Regions from separate parts of the Mus musculus genome. Here region 1 is linked to region 2. A link is a contact called in public HiChIP or PLAC-seq data. All regions are on one chromosome and are shown on one strand. Each heading gives the region's core, a stretch centred on a gene start, on an enhancer-like site or on the middle of the called end of the contact. The rest is flanking DNA. Distances are from core to core; before and after follow the strand shown.

Region 1 (4,267 bases), core at 1,645-4,144, 500 kb after region 2:
TTATTTAGTAAAATATGAATTGTTCTTTATTGTAAACATGGTTCAAAATATTAATATGCTTTTATCACAGTTGTTTTAATATTGAGAAAGCACTTGTGTGTCTCGTTTTGGTATGAGCTGGTGCTGTGTGTGTGTTTTGGCTGTCGTGTGGTTTTGATGTGTATATAATATTCCGTGTTGCATATTACAACAATGAATGCCATGCATTTTGTGAAATACTCAATGTGGCTCTTTTATTGGCTTCCGTAATAAACTGTGGGGACTCACCCTTGTCTCTGTTGGCTGTCTGGTCTCTCGCCCTTCAGACTCGTTAGAAGGCTCCTGGGGCTCTCCGTATTCCCATCAGCAATGCCTAGACCATCCTGTGAGAAAGCTCTGGGATGTGTTGTGGAGTTCCGCTCCACATTCCTACACAAGGAACAAGCTGTGACAAGGTCCAGGGCCTGACAGGGAACAGGCTGCAGGGAGGCCACACCCCTGTCAAGTGTGACTGTGACCAGATATGCCAGGTCTTTGCACCGGACCCAATGACCCACAGCTTGAAGGCTTATTCATCAGTTTGAGCTATGATGGCTGACATAAACAACCACGGGAGCTGCGGGAGGGGGCTCCCCGTTCTGAGCTCCGCCTTTCGCCTAGGCAAATGATCCTCCAAATCTGTTTCATGGGTGTCGCAGGATCATGTACATGCCCAGACCCCAGCATCTCTGCCAGGTGTTCACTCCATCCGTAGCCTGACTGTCCAGGAGGCCTGGGGTGGAGATTGTGGAAAGACAAGACTACAGGATGGGGACAAGCAATGTCCATGAGGGTTCTAGGGACTAGGGCTGTGGGAGTCGTGGGGTGGGGGGTGGAGACCAGGAGCCAGGAAGCACAGCTGGAGTCTCAAATCCTGGAGTGGCCACTGCCAGGCTCACCTGACAAAAGTCACTGTGTGGTCGCCTCTGTTCTTTCTCACAATGGCTCTGCCCACAGCACCCTGGCCCAGGCGCATTGGGACACAGGGCCTTGTTTGTTCCGCCTGGATCACAGAAGCCGATAGTGGCACTAGGGCAGGATAGTTACAGACCTTGGGCACCTATTCTTCTGTATGGTGAATGCGGTCTTCTCACCTCCCATCCCTGGATCTGCTCACCCCATCCTTCCACCTTCCACAAAGTCAGGGGGGATTTGTTTCCTCCATAAAAGCAGAATCCTGCAGTGACCTTCCTAAGGTCACAGGGAAACCAAGAGAAGGGCTGGGGACAGGTGCCCTGTAGTGGCCAGTACTCACCGCAGCTCTCTTGGGCTGGCCCAGGTCCAGCCAGCAGTCGCAGCAATGCAGGGACTGGATGTCTTGGGAACCTTTCCAGGGAGGCCATGGTTTGTCTGGGTGTGAGTTCCATCCATCCCTGTGACAGCAAATGGAGCTGCAGCGGGGCCCCAGGGCTACCCTTGGCCTGACCCCCTGCCTTGCACTGGCAGGGAGCCAGATGGGGAGCTGGTCCCCTCATCAGCTCATTCCCTGCCTTCCACATGGTGCTGAGCTGGTGGTGGTGGGGAGGGGACAATGACTTTAGCTGCTCTCCCTCCCCTTTCCCCAGCCAGCTGTAGGCTGAGCTTCCCAGGCCTGAAAGGAGCATACAGACACTGGACAGATAAACAGGGACACTGTTTGTCCCTGGACTGGGGCACCAGTTTGGAGAGAACTTAGAAGATCCACATTCAGACATCTTCCAGCCCTTTCCCAAAATTGCCTTGGCCTTGGCTGGGCTTGGCTGCCCAGGACCTCAGGGCCAGCAGGGTGAGCTGTGAGAGGCAGCCAGCTATGCCTGAAGGTTGGGAGGGAAGGAGGGAGACAGAGAAAGGGAAGGGGCAAGTCAGGGGAGGGAGTAAAGGGAGCAGGCAGGAACAAAAAGAGGAAGAGGGGGAGGGGAAAGGGTAGGAGAGAGACAGAGGAGGAGACATCAAAAGCAGGCTTCATGCCTGGCTGAGGCTCTAGGCTCTGGTCTTGGGACAATAATGAGCAGTCTGGGGCCTTTCTTCCCATAGCTTTCTCCCCTCCAACTCCATGTCCCCCAGAAGAGGCTGAGCTGGCCCACCTTGCACTGGCTCTGCTATCTCCTGGGCCTCCTAGCTCTTCATTCTGGCTGTGTGGACAGGGTGCTGTCTAACCTGGGAGGGAATAGGGGTAGTTTGGAAGGCTGGAGTCCTGGGCTGCACCCATAACAGCTCTTCTTGATTGATCTGGCTAGGTTTTCTAGGCCCTTCCTTCTCAAAATATCTTGCTCTGGGACCCTGGCTTGGTGAGATAAGGTAAGTAGGGCAGGTGGTGACTGGTGGTCCTGGGGTGTATCCTGGGGATCTCACTATGAGCTGATACCCTCAGAAGGCCTCAGGCTCTCTACCCCCACTTGAGCAAGGACCCTAATTGGCTCACTTTGAGTCATGTACCAACCCCTGGCCAGGTATCTGACTTCTTCCAACTGGTGCCCCAGAGTAGGGACAGTTGGCAGTACATGACAGACAGCCTGAAGCAGAGGCCAGAGCAGGTCAGTGGCAAGATTCAAGTTCTTGGTCTTAAAGGCCACCTCCTGACTTACCACATAGCACTGCACCGAGGCAGTTGCTTCCTGTGGGCTAACGGAGGTGTCTCTCCCGAGCCTGTCTCTGGCCTTGAGATCTCTGGTTATGCCAAAGTACTTCCTGCTTGCCTGTCTTCCCTCCCACCTTCCTTCTTCCCTTCTCTCTTTCTTCAGGAAAAACGCTCAACCTAAATTAACAGGTTAGGGACATTACTTCCTTTTACATTGCTGAGAACATCGTCACCGTGGATTCTGTCTTAAGAGTCCCTTTCACACCCCAGGGGAGGGGCTGCGCAGGCGTGCACTCTGGGGGCCAGGTTTCTGCCCAGCTTCCTTAGGATTCTGTTTGAAACTCTATAGCAGCGCTGTGAGTGGCTCACACTGGTGTGGGGAGAGCAGGGTGGAGGAGCCCAAGGAGAAGGCTGAGCCACCGTAGAGACTGGATGTGAAATAGGAGGCACACATACAGACATATGCATTTGCATACATATGTATGTATATGATGGTAATTTTGGCAGTTCTGGGGAATTGAAGCTTTAATATGCACACACATTTGTGTGATTTTAAAATTATTTAATCTATATTTTTCAAGTGTACACGCGAGAGTCAGAGGACAATTTGTAGTCACTTCTTTTCTTCTACCATGTGGGTCACCAGAATGGGGAATGACTCAGGTCAGGAGACTTTGTGGCAATCTCTTTACCTACTGAGTCATCTTGCTGACCTCCATGATGTGAATCGAAGTATATTCCTAAGGATTCACCCAGGGTGTGTACCACCGTGTAAAGATTAAGGTCACAGTTTATACACAAGCGCTCCCATGGTGACAGCACCTCTTCTGGATTCTAGCAATGCAGTGTGGCTATTGCCTTCATGTTTACTTTTCAATTACAACAGGGTCCATGCTTGAAGAGGCTGGAACAAACACCACGCCCCAGGCTTACATTTATCTTCGCACATGTGTGACCATAGGTTGGTTGCTTCACAAGCACATGCACACACGCATGCACACACATACACACGCATGCACACACACACACACACACATGCACACACATACAAAGCTTAAGCAAAGAGAAAGAATGAGCAATCTGGCCTGGAGCCGTGTCTCTGTGAGAATCCCCACTCTGCTAATGCCCTGTGCAGATGCTGTAGTTGGCAGGCAGCTTTTAGAGAGTGACAGCTTTCACGGTCCTCAGAGAGTGACCTACCCCACAGGCATCCCCGGCTCTGCCATCTCCAAGGCCTTGTTGGCATCAGGCCCAGGGCCACACAGAGCTCCTGTCCTAATAACAGTACCCCCGGGATGGCAGGGGATGGCAGAGCAGAGCCATTGATGAGAGATAGTAAATGTTAGCCTTGGACTAGTGCCTGGGACTGAGTCTGGCCCAGGCAGCCTTGGAGAACATGGGGTCTCAGCCTGGGATCTAGAGTGGCTCCGAGAGGCCTTGTTTTGCGTGTGTTCCAGCCTGAAGGAGTGAGTTCTTGGCTTCCACAGCCCGCCAAAGAGGTTCTGAGGAGATTTAGCAGGTTTGGGCCCTAACAGCAGAATGTGAGAGATAGTGTGCATGTGTGTATAGGTGCACATGTGCGCAGATGTGTGTGTCTGTGTGGTCAGTCTCAAGTGTGGTTCCTAGGAACCATCCACCTTATTTTTTATTTTGAAGACAAGTTTTCCCTCTCTATCCCTGGCTGATCTGGAA
Region 2 (4,089 bases), core at 381-2,880:
AAGATGTCTAATTGCATTTAAAGCCCACTTGGCATGGGGGAAATCATTCCTGGTATTGGAAGCCTAGTAAACTAGCTGGGGCTAGTGTGGTTATGGATCTTAGAGGGGAACCTACTACTGCTACTGTAGTAAACCAGTATAATTGCTAATAGCATTCTAAATAACCTTATAACCACAGTTTAGGTGTGGCTCCCAACCTCACCAAAGAAGTTTCTTGCAACAGACAGTGACCATTCCAGAAAACCACAAACAGTCAGAATACAGAGAAGAACGACCATGGAGTTCTCAGTCCCAATGGTTACATCTACAACACAACTCCTGCACCCAAGACTCAGGAAACATTTCTGAAGAGAGGGTCAGAAAGATTTCAAAGCCAGAGGATCAGGAAATGTGCTGTGAGATTGTGTTTCCTAAAAACTACAGGGAAGATTCACCTATGAACTACAGGCAAGTAAAGGAGAGAGAGAGAGAGAAAGAGAGTCTTTCTCTATGGGAGCCCTCTATGCTGGTTATCCAATGCCAAGTGGCCAGCCTTGAAATCACATATATGCAACACTGAACAACTCAGTAGCTTGTAACTGTATATTTATGTGTAGACACACATCCACATCTTCACACACAATTAGAGAAGAGAAGGCCAGGATTTTGGGGTGGGAGGTGAGGGGTGCATAGGTAGACTGGAAGGAAGAAAAAGGAATGTAGAAAAACGATGTAATTTTATTTTAATAATAAAAAAAGGCCAAATGTGGTGGTAGATGTCTTTAAATACAGAACTTTGGAGGGCTGAGGCAGGTAGGTATCTGTGAGTTCAGGGCCAATCTTATCTACATAATGAATTTCAATTCTATCTAGGACTACATAATGGGACCTTTTCTCAAGAGAAAAAAAGAAAAGAAAAGAAAGCTGGTTGTGGTGGGTCTTGCTCATAGGAAATGATTAAGAGGTGGAGGCAGAAACAGCCAGTACTGAAAACATACATTCAAGTTACATTATACAAACTGAACATATTTAGGTATATATTTATATGCATATATGCATACAATAACAGTGAATAGAGGGGCCATGAATTTGAAGAGGAGTGGGGAAGGGGTATGTAGGAGGCTTTGAAGGGAGGAAAGGGAAAGGAGAAATCTTATAATTATATTATAATCTAAAAAAAAAAAAAAAAGAAGAAGAAGAAGTGGAAACAGGATGATCATGAGTGCAAGGCCAGCCTGGGCTTCATATTAGGGGCTGGAGAGAAGACTCAGCTGATAAACACTGAACACTGTGGTTCTTCCCTGCACCTACTAGTGACATCACAACCATCTGTAACTCCAGTCCCAGGTGATCTGACACCTTCTGCTGATTTCCTTGGGTACCATGCATACATGTAGTGCACAGATATACATACAAGCAAAATACACATAAACGATTTTAAAAAAATGTGCTGGGTTAGTACCACTGCCTGATTTGATGTCACTGTATACATGTGTCGTAAAGCTCTGCATCTATATCAAAGTAGAGGCAATTTGCGCAGATTCAGTGTGTGTGAATGGGCAGAATCCAGTTCAGCCTGACCCAGAGAACTACGAATCCCAGTGGGCTGCGCGCGACGCTCGCGGCCCGGCTGACGCCAGGGGGCGTGGCATCCGAGGGCGGGGTCGCGCTGCGGGGTGCTGGCCCAGCGGCCGCAGATCCTGGGCAGAGGGATCGTGGGGTACTCGCTGAGAGAGGGCCGCGCGGCAGCGCCCTGCGATGGAGCGGGCGAAGATGGCGGAGGAGAGCCTGGAGACGGCGGCGGAGCACGAGCGGATCCTGAGGGAGATCGAGAGCACAGACACGGCCTGCATCGGGCCCACGCTCAGGTACTGGGGCGGGGCCGGGTCGGCTGGAGCAGGCGGAGCGCGGCGGCTGGCTGTGGGGAGAGTCGCGGGTGTCCCGCGTCCTGGGCGAGGCCCTGCTGGGGAGCTACTCTGAGGAGAAAGGGTGAGGCGCGGCTCTACTGGGCCGCCGCTCCCTTTGGTTAGCTGCTCTTCAGTCAGGAGCAAGCGCCGGCTCTGCGCGCTGTGGAACTGCCCATCACAGGTCCTCCGAGAGCGTCCCGGTTTTCTCGGTCCTGGAGGAAGTGTCCTCCCACCTTCCCTCGCCTGAGAGCCCAGTTCGTGAGGACGACCCAGTCCAGGTGTAGTCTCAGGACCTTGCCACTACCTGGACATGCTCTGTGCTCCCTCCCCTGACACCTTCTCCGAGAGCTTCCACCTGCATTGCCCGTGGAGATGTCAGGACGTACCCGGCCTTTCTCGGCTTACTTACCTTGCACTTGTTACACAGAGCGTGAGGCATTGTGTGAGTTAATGTGCAAACACATCTATGGAAGCCGTTGAGCAATCCTACCGCTGGGGTACAGTTACCGTTCCCTCTGTATCAGACGAGATGCCTGGAAGAGGAGTGACTTATCCAAGGTCGCAGAGGAAGGGAAATGGGTTTCTTGTTCCCAGCTCAGACACTGCACTGAACACCCTGCCTTTCCGTCTTTTTAATTTTTTTGTGGTGTTGTGGATGGAACACAATGTCTTGCAGTGTGCCAGGCAAGCCCTCTTCAGCTGAACTGTGCACAGCCCACAGATTCTTCGCTACTTTTGTTCTGCCTTAGTTGCGGATTGCCATCTGCTGTACTTCCTGTTGAAAATTATTCAGCAAGCCCAATTTTGAACACCCCCCCCCTCAGTTTCCTGGTGTCCTAGAACTAGTTCCTTCCAATCCTTTCCTGTAGTACTTTCTGGTCTCTGTTCAGTACATGAGTTGAAAATCATCTTTACCCCTCCTTGTACAATATATATCAATGCGCCTCCCTCCATAGAGCATCACTAATCAGTGTTGGCATTTTCATGGGGAGAGTTGTCCCTGTCACGAGTGACCAAGACTGGGACTTTTACTTTTAGCTTCACTTGCACAGCATTCTTCTCCAGGCTCCATTTTTGGTGCCAAGCAAGTTTTCTCAGTGTCATTCCTGGAAATAACTGTCCTTAATAGTTTGTCTTTCCTCCCCTCTGCCCACCCCCACAACCCAGAGCCTTGGAATGCCACACAATGCTCTTCCACTGAATTGAACCCCATCTTTCCCCCTGCCCCAGGTGATTTTTAACTCCCGTTTCTTATTGTGCCAGTTCTTTCACAGAGTTGATTCCTTTTCCTCTGAATCAACATCATGACCATGATCTTGGTCGTGCTCCTCTCCTTTACTGTTTTCTTGTGGGAAAGGCCAGTGATTTACATTTCGTCGTAGTCCTTTCTAAAAGCCCAGTTGTCACTCACTAATATTCTCCTACATATGTTATTAGTGGCTATTACTATTTGGCTTTCAGTAACTAAAGTGATAGTAGAGTGACTGAAAATGTTATGTTAAGAAATTTGTCTGTTAAGTTGAGGGTTTAGAATCACCAGAATTTTAGGAAGAATTTCTTATCAGGACATGCTGTCTTGAGTTGCTTGTGGTTTCTGATTGCTGTTGTTTTATGTAATAAATAACTTTAATTTAGATTACTGTGATTTAGTGTGTTAACCCTCAGTGAAATAGTAGTACATTTTGTCTTTTATTTCTAGCATGGATATGTAGTTTCCCTTATTCCAGGCTGTCTTCATACTTGCTCTCTAGCTGAGGGTACCCTTGAACTTCTGATCTTCATCATACTTCCTAAGAGCTGGGATTATAGTTTAGCCTCATCAAGCTTAGTTTTATCACAGTCATGCTAGTGACTGAACAGGCTCGCTGCTGCCTGTCAGGTGAGCATTCGACCAACTGAGCTCTATGTCCAGCACCAGTAGTGTGTATTTGTATAAACTGAATTTTGCTGTTTAATTTTCTTGGCTTTAGTAATACATTGTAACTTAATCATGTTGGTATCTTGGCTTTAGTAATATATACATTATAATTTAAACATGTTACCTATTCTCCCCCAATTTTTTTCATTATTGTAACTGAATTCTTTTTCTTCTGGTTCTGTGTGTGTGAATTATGAAGTCTTTTACTTTATGAGGACATTGTTAGTAACAATAAAAAAGGTGCAGGAACTATTACATGACCCTATTAGGTCTAGTTGCTTTCTC

The links. HiChIP or PLAC-seq counts read pairs in DNA pulled down with a chosen protein or histone mark.
Region 1: a contact with region 2 is called in an HNF4G HiChIP or PLAC-seq map of pancreatic cancer cells. The contact joins the enhancer-like site here to the promoter of Exoc6b in region 2. A contact is called at or near these places in 5 of 115 datasets of contacts at active chromatin or transcription factors (embryonic forebrain, embryonic stem cells, fetal liver and 2 more).

The regions. Positions count from the first base shown.
Region 1 is chr6:84,567,423-84,571,689 of GRCm38.p6, reverse strand. It overlaps Cyp26b1 (cytochrome P450, family 26, subfamily b, polypeptide 1), which reads left to right. Exons shown (of 7, transcript NM_001177713.1): 7 at 1-276. Among named protein-coding and RNA genes, the nearest start is that of Cyp26b1, 24 kb to the left of the region's middle. Within about 2 kb of position 2,894, at least 36 of the 459 cell types and tissues checked have an H3K27ac peak or open chromatin away from gene starts, as enhancers often do. A contact at or near this core is called in pancreatic cancer cells, where this site is marked.
Region 2 is chr6:85,067,054-85,071,142 of GRCm38.p6, reverse strand. It overlaps Exoc6b (exocyst complex component 6B), which reads left to right and starts at 1,630. Exons shown (of 22, transcript NM_177077.2): 1 at 1,630-1,847. The coding sequence starts at 1,738.